2 separate regions of the Capra hircus genome follow, and region 1 is linked to region 2. The links are chromatin contacts, called in public Hi-C maps. All regions are on one chromosome and are shown on one strand. The core of a region is the stretch at or near the end of the contact, and the rest is flanking DNA. Distances in the headings are between cores, read along the strand shown. Region 1 has its middle 11 kb from the start of CXXC5. Region 2 holds the start of PSD2 (PH and SEC7 domain-containing protein 2).

Evidence for each region. Hi-C and Micro-C count contacts between places; a contact is called where the count stands out from the background.
Region 1: a contact with region 2 is called in a Hi-C map of blood, with 4 times the contacts expected there. The contact joins the enhancer-like site here to the promoter of PSD2 in region 2. A contact is called at or near these places in 3 of 5 Hi-C or Micro-C datasets (all in blood).

The regions. Positions count from the first base shown.
Region 1 is chr7:59,660,960-59,665,031 of ARS1.2, forward strand. No RefSeq gene overlaps it. Among named protein-coding and RNA genes, the nearest start is that of CXXC5, 11 kb to the left of the region's middle. Within about 2 kb of position 1,727, at least 5 of the 5 cell types and tissues checked have an H3K27ac peak or open chromatin away from gene starts, as enhancers often do.
Region 2 is chr7:59,548,593-59,552,385 of ARS1.2, forward strand. It overlaps PSD2 (PH and SEC7 domain-containing protein 2), which reads right to left and starts at 1,278. Exons shown (of 16, transcript XM_018050299.1): 1 at 1,202-1,278.

The DNA.
Region 1 (4,072 bases), core at 477-2,976, 110 kb after region 2:
CTGGACATATCCTATCTACCAAGCAAGCTGTACAGAGCCCTCCCCTCAAGAGGATCTGGGCCTATAGAAAAGCCTAGATCCTAGGTAGAGGTTGCCCTACCCCTCCAGGCCCATCCCCAGGGGGCTGGCTCAGCCTGGGGCTGGCTGCAAGCTTTGGCCTCCTCCTCATCTCTCCACCCCCTCCCACTTCTATTTAGGAGGCAGCCACAGTGGCTCCGCTCCTGTCTCTGGTTTCCTAGGGAGCTCTGCTGAAGCAGCCCAGCCTCCGTGGGTCCATCTGTCAGGGAGGCTGTTCCGCCCCATCGATTGCTGTTCCCAGGGGGGCTATGCTGCTCGAGGGACCCAATGTGGCGGCCAGATAGGCGGGAACCACACCGATAAGAGCGGGTGGGGGCAGCTTGGCAGCAGGCAGAGCTGAGGGGGGCTGACACTTCAATGAGAAGAAACAAAGCTAGACAGGCATGAGAAATGCAGAAGGCCAGGGGCACTGAGGCAGGAGGCTGGCTGGAATGACCTCTAAAGCCAGCTGGCACTCTCAGGACTCGGTTTTGCTTCTGGACACACGAAAGTCCCACTTATAATGACAGACAATAGTAATAATAAATAACACATGTTGAGTGGGGAACAGTGTGTCCAGCACTGGACTGGGGGCTTTGCACACCTCTGCTTTCACCTGAGGTTCACACTCATCCAAAGCAGGTGCTGTTCTATTCCTCCAGGGGGAAGGAAGAGGACCAGAGAAGTTACAGTGCTTGTCCGCTGCCACACAGAGGTGCTGGAGCTACACTTGGAGGCGGGTCAGCCTGGCCAGTGGCTGTGCCCCAGCCCCAGACCACGCCAGGCTAGGGGAGGAGGCGTGTCTCGCCAGGAAAGAGGCCCTGCCCGCCCTTGGAGCCGCCTCCTCCCCTGGGCTGTGACATCTGCCCCGCTTCCCGGCCCCAGACAGCTGCCCAAAGCCACGTCAGCACTTCCATGGGGGAGCCTGGAAACTGGCTCTGGCCCCTGGGCAAAGGGGGACCAGGGAGGCTGTGAGTCCCCGACCCCGACAGCGTGGCCTCGAAAGAGCATGACCCACTCAGCCCGGCAGGCACTGTGTCAGCATGACTTTGCATTGGGCTTTACCGAGCCTCAGTTTCCCCTGTTTAGACTGGGAGCTGAGGAGCAGAGGCCAGAGCTGGGAAGGGGCTCAGAGGATGCAGCAGCATTTTGGGTGAACAGGAGCAAATATCCCCTTGTAGCCAGAGCTCTGGGGGCGCCCTGGGCAGCCTGCGACCCTCACTGTCCGCTTGGGGCCAGGTGGTCATTTGGCGAGGGTCAGAAGGGTGAAAGGGAGGGTGGGGAGCTACGCCCAGCCCAGGCCAGAGTACTGGCTGGCTGGGGCCAGAGATAACCGGCGCCTCCCGGAAAATCATTAGCATCTGTTTGGGCCGCGGCAAAGTTGGCCCGCAGGCGCCTCCGCCCGCCGGAAACGGCCCCTCACGCCCCCACCCAAGCACAAGGGCTAAAGGAGCGTGCCCCAACCCTCCCCCGGGCCAGCTCAAACTGGTGTATCGACAACATCCACCCACCCAGGGAGGAGGGTCTGGGTGCAGGGCCGCAGGCCAGGCAGGCGGAGGTGGGGGTTGGGGGGCGCTGGTCAGGCCTCGCCGTCGGGCGTCCTGGAATGGTGTGGGCGGCGCGGTCCGCGGTCCGCGCTCCGGGCGATCCAGGCCGGCTCTTAGTGGCGCCCGCACTGGCGGCAGCCCAGGGAGTGTGTGGAAATGACACCGCCAGGGCGGCGGAGATCCCCCCTCCTGACATTGGCTGGAAAGTGGAGCAGCTCGTCAGGGACAATCAATGGCGATCGATCGCTGCAAGGCGCGGGCGGGCGGCGCGGGGGAGGGGCAGCGGGGCTGGCAGAGGTGGGGGCATCTGCGGCTGAGGTCAAATAACACGCAGACCCCATAAGGGGCTCAGCGGCACATGGGGTCACATGGACACACAGTCTGTACAGGGATGGGTCACTATGGGCCACAGCCCCCACCAAGGAAGCACACTCACCACATGGAGTTATTGCACACTACTACAGTGCCTGGCGTGCTGCGATTCATGGGGTCGCAAGGAGTCGGACACGACCGAGTGACTGGACTGAACTGAACTGAACAGTGTCTGAGACAAGTTATGGCAGGAGGTCAAGGGGTCAAACAAATGGTTCCCACGGACACACACAAATAACAATACAGCCACAGTATCACACAACCAGTTCACACCACCACCACAACCGGTGATCTACACTGCTGCTGCTACTGCTGCTAAGTCGCTTCAGTAGACACCCACAATTATCACCAAGACACAAAAGTCATGCATTCCACTAGCTGGTCTCAACTACATGACAGAAGGGAGTCACATACTCTGGTTGCACAACAAAGTCACAACAAAACAAAAAAGTCACAACCGAATTATACACCATCACCTCAAAGAACATTGTCAAATTGGGTCTTAAAACTAAGAAACAACAGTGCCCCGTATTGGCAACCCAAAAGGATAGAGAGCCCAGGTATACAACAGGGCCCCACACTGCCACAAGTTGCATTTCAGCAACTAAGACAACAGATGCAGCTGAATCTCACCCCCCAATATGAATATAACATGGGAAAATAAATATTGTGGCACAGGCAAACCAGCATTAACTCTGAGGGCTCTTACAGAACCAATGAGCAGGTTAGGCACTTAGTACTGGGCCAAGTACCTGGTAAGCATTCAAAACACAGTGGGTACTGGGATTATTCCGTGGCAGTCCAGTGGTTAAGACTCTGCGCTTCCACTGTAGGGGGTTGTAGGTTCAATCCCTGATCTAGGAACTAAGATTCCACATGCCATGTGGCCAAAATATTTCAGGCTTCCCTTGTAGCTCAGTCGGTAAAGAATCTGCCTGCAGTGCAGGAGACCCAGGTTTGATCCCTGGGTTGGGAAGATCCCCTGGAGAAGGAAATGGGCAACCCACTCCAGAATCCTTGCCTGGAAAATCTCATGGACAGAGGAACCTGGTGGATTGCAGTCCATGGGGTCGCAGAGTCGGGCACGACTGAGCAACTAACACACACAACACATACTAATTAAGTCATATCAATATAATGATTATAACTACTTAATAACATCACTCTCTCCAGATAGGTCCATCCCTCTCCAGAAATCTGATTCATCTCAGCAACAAAACTAGTTCAGCCATTACACGCACCTGGGAAACACAATCCAAGCATCACAAACTCAAAACGCTATACTCATTCACACAGTGGTCACACATATCAATTCCCTTAGTACACTGCCACACTGGCCACACACACTCTGGGACTTTGGTGGGGAAACCACCTCCAATCTCTCATCAGGTACAGCTCAACTAGTACATAGTTACTGGCCCCATTTCCTGCCACTCTCACAAGGTTGAGAACACAGGAGGCCCAACAATGATATACTCAGTTCCAACAGGGTCCCAGAACCTCCCACGAAAGCTCCTTAAAGACCATGGCAAATCTGTCTCTCCATTGCTTCATTTCCCGTATAGAAACGGAGGCATCAGCTCCAGAGCCCTCCCTATTACAAATCTAAATCAGGAAAGAGGGCTGGCCCCAGATTAAAAAATTCAACCCCCAACCCCCAGACACCATTTCCTAGTGGTACATGTGTGTAGGAACAAGGTGAAGATCCTTCAACACAGCCTTACAAGCCACTCCTGTGGTTCCAGTTGTAGGGCTAGCTGGGCTGGAGCCCTCATTTCCTCCAGTTAAGGCCTTGGCCCTCCCAGGGGCTTCCAGTAATCCCTTGCAGCCAGGGAGCGCCCCGTAAATGTTCCACCAGGAAAGACTTCAAACATTCTCTTGTCTGGCTGTGTATCTGACTAATCCCTCAACCTCTGTGCCTGGATCCCAAATCTTGCCAGTTGGTCCAAATTCCAATACCTGCTCCCCTTCCAGAGCAGGTATTTCCCTTCCTCCTGCACACGTGCATATACACACACAGGCACTCTTTAAGAGCTGCAGAACCACTAGGTAGCCTGTGACCTAGGATGGAGGAAACCAAGGATCCTGGGCTGTGG
Region 2 (3,793 bases), core at 28-2,527:
GAGTAGGCAAATTCTTGGGGACAAAAAGGAAAATGGTGGTTGCCAGGGCTGGAGAGGGTGCAAGGAATGGGGAGTTGTTTAATAGATACAGAGTTTCAGTTTTGAAGAATAAAAATAGTTCTGGAGATAGATGGTGGTGATGGTTACACAACAATGTGAAAAGACTCAATGTCACTGAACTGTGTACTTAAAAATGGTTACAAACATTATATATATTTATTTATATATATATATATCTTACCATCATGAAAAATAATAAATAAAAAATATGTATCAAAACACTTGCTTGCTTAATCCCACCTCACTCACTAAATTGTGAACTCCAGGGAAGCAGGGCTCCGTCTTTGCAGTGTATCTGTTATGTGCTGCCAGTCACTGAGGTCTTGGGAAACATGAGAGATGAGGCGCCCACCTACCTGAGGCTCACTACCTGGCAGAGGGAGGAAGAAAGATGCTGAATAACCAAGTAAACAAAATTATCACCTATCAGGTGAAATGTAAGAGCGGCTTCACCAGGAAGACAGCAGCTAGCACAGTCAGGCACACCATCCGGAGGGGGGGACATTTATGTGGGACCCAAGAAATGAGAGTCAGTCTCCAAGCATCTGAGAGTCCAGAGCTGCAGAGAGAGGGAGCGGCAAGTGCCAAGGCCCTGAGGTGAGCGCAAGCCTGGTATGCTAGAGGAACAGCAGGGAGAGGAGGAGGGGAGGCAGGGGAAAGGGGAAAGGAGGCGGGCCCAGGAGGGAGAGGGGATGGAGGGCATTCTCGGTGGCAGAGGAGGGAGGTCTCACCAAGTCACCAACCTCCTTTTCCACAACACATGAGCTTCTGTGAGTGGTGGCTTCTAAATGCCAAGCTCCACACTAAATGCTGTTTGTGCATTAGCTCAGAGAATGTTCACAGCAGTCTTTGGGGCAAGTTCAGTCATTATCCTGAGATATCAAGGAGGAAGTAGGGTCAGAGAGCTTGGGCAAGTTGGTGAGACTAGAACAGGAGGCAAACAATGGCAAGGGAGTCTTAACTACCCCCAGACAACCTCCCCTCAGAGGCCTAGTCTGAGGAGGCTCCTTCTTCCCCACCCCACTGCACTCCCACCCTCCACTGCCTCTGTAGGAGCCAGGTTGCTGGCTGATCCCTGCCACAGGGCTTCCCCTCTTCCCTTCACTGCCCCTCAAAAGCAAGCCAAAGAGAAAGAACCCACCTGTCTTGTTCACCCAGTTGGGGTGGCACTGGAAGAGGGGAGACAGAAGCCGCCTACAGCTTCACAACAGCCTGCTTCCGAGGTCCCTCTGCAGGTCACGACCTTGCGGAGCCCTGTCTTAGGGGGAAGGAGCCAGGAGTCCTCTGGGGCCTGCAGACTGGATAGTTGCACGATAATCAGTGAAGAGGTCCTCCCAGGCCAAGGACAGCATCATCTTCAGGCCTGAGGGGCTGGCCTCCTCCGATGCCATCCCAAACCCTTGACTGGGAGAAGCAGGACCCCCAGAAAGGGCTAAGTCTTCCCCAGCTAGGAGGGACATGATGGAAAAGGAGGCAGTTCCATCTCCTGCCTTACACCCCTGGGTTCAGGGAATTAAGAGCCTCACTCACCACACTGACTGCACCACAGAAGGACTGCCCAGGGCTGAGGCAGCCCCGAGTCCCCACCTCATAGCTCCCACCCTAAAGCAGATGTGGAGGGGGTCTTTCACCCAGAGCAGGACCCATCAAAAAATGGAAATGCAGAGCCCCTTCCTTGTCCAAAAAGGAAGGAAACAGTGCCTAATATTAATATACATAAAGCTGTTTCCTTTCCTGTGTGGTCTCTCAACTTGTTATGATCATTCTTATCGGCTATTTAATGTCATTCTAAGTAAAGAAAAATTAAAAATTCTAATGACTAGCATGACTTTTACCATTCACCTTTACCTTGTGCAAGGCCAGTTTTAAATGCAAATATAAGGACATTTCACTCAGGTGTAGACTCACAGTTCGCATTTTGTAGCCTGTGCGTGCACGTGTATTTTATTCTTACCTGAGGGCCAGGAACACTGCACGAACTAAGCCAACTGTCTTTCTTTCGCTCAGTTCGCACACATTCTACCAACCCTGTCTCCTATTGGCTCACTGATGAGGAGGCCTGGAAAGGAAAGGGGACTGAGGGCTGCTCTGCCTCCCCGTGCTGTGTCTTCATGGTCAGGGGAGGGTGTTGGCTTCTCCAGGGAAATAATTTCCAGGTGGGGAGGAAGCCCTGACAAAGAAATGGGGTGGGAAAACCTGAGGAGTTACTCAAGGGCTCTGAAGCTCCAGCCTGGCTGCTCTGAGGGCCTGTGAGAGATGAGGGCACAGGGGTGGGCACCCTGAGTGCCCTCCACTGGGCCTTATTCCACTCTGACTGTGCCACCCTTGCCTATAACCTTCTGTGGCTCCCCAGTGCCCTCAGGATAAAATCCACAGCACTACTGCTGAGCCCCAAGACCCCACCTCACCTCCTCCCTCTGCTCCTGGCCACGCATCCTGCTGCCGCCATAGCACTGCTCGCCCTGAACCCTGGGCTCAAGACCTGCTCTTCTTTCCCTGCACTTAGTACCCTTCTTCCCCACCAGGCCCCTTTTCTGGCAAATTCACACTCATCCTTTGAGTCTTGGCATGAATGTCAGCTCTGCTAAGAAGCCTTCCCTTGCCTCCTGACCTGAGTCAGGCACCTCCCCTGGACCATCACAGGCCCTGTGCTCCTCAGACAGTAGGTGCTTCATAATGGTTATTGAATGAAGTCTGTGGTCTATGCAGTCTCACAGGTCAGGCTGCCAGGCCAGGTAGGAAGGACCAAACAGGCATGACGCACTTCTCAGGCCCCTGTGGCACTTTGCATTTTAGACTTCATGTTTTACTCCCCATCCTGCCCAGGAAGAAGGTGTTCTCATACCTGTGACACAGATGAGGAGACAGAGGGTGGGACGCATCCTCTTTTCTGGTCTCCCCCTGCCCCGCCACCTCCTCACCCACATCCAAGCCCCGGCCAGGGTGACCAGACCCACGGCCTCTCAGCCAGGCCAGTCCAGATGTCTTTTCTCAACCAGCCCCAGAGAAAACTCACTCCCAGCTGGGGCCTGTCCCATCCTTTCTCTCCCTCCCCCCGCCTTCCTCCCCCTCCCCACTTCCTTCCTTCCTGCTCTTGGATATTCCCTTTGCAGGAAAGGCCCCAGGACCCAGGGCAAGGCCCCCAGGTCCAGCTGCCAGACCAGGACACATGCTTCCTCCATCAACTAGCCCCCTCTGCCCTCCCCGGGGGCCGGAAATCTGATCCAGGCCTAGGGAACAGGGGAGCTCTGCATGGGGGACAGCCCAAGGTCATCTTGTCCCTCCCTCTGCCTCCAGCCAGAGCACAGCCAGAGGAGCCCTGAAGCGCATCCTGGAGGCCTGAAGTCAGAGTGCCAGGCTTGGGAGGGGCTTTGTCACTCTGCCTGTGAGTTGCTTATTACCGAGCTCCTCCTCAGGAAGGCCCAGAGCCTCAGTCAACCTCTAGGTATCAACCTCTAGGATCTCACTTGGCTCAAAGAAAGCGCTCAGCTGACAGCACCTCTGATCATTATCTCCCCAACATCATCCTCATCCTATTTAATCCTTATAACTATCCTGGGAAGTAGACAGAGGTTTTAAATCTTCATTTTATAAGTGAGGAAACTAAGGCTCAGGAAGAAAGAAATGACCTGCCCAAGCACCTTCAGAAAGTCTCAAAACTGAGCCCAAACCCAGACCAGACCAGTGGTCTTCATGACCTCACTGCTCAGCCACCCACTCCTCCATTCCTGCG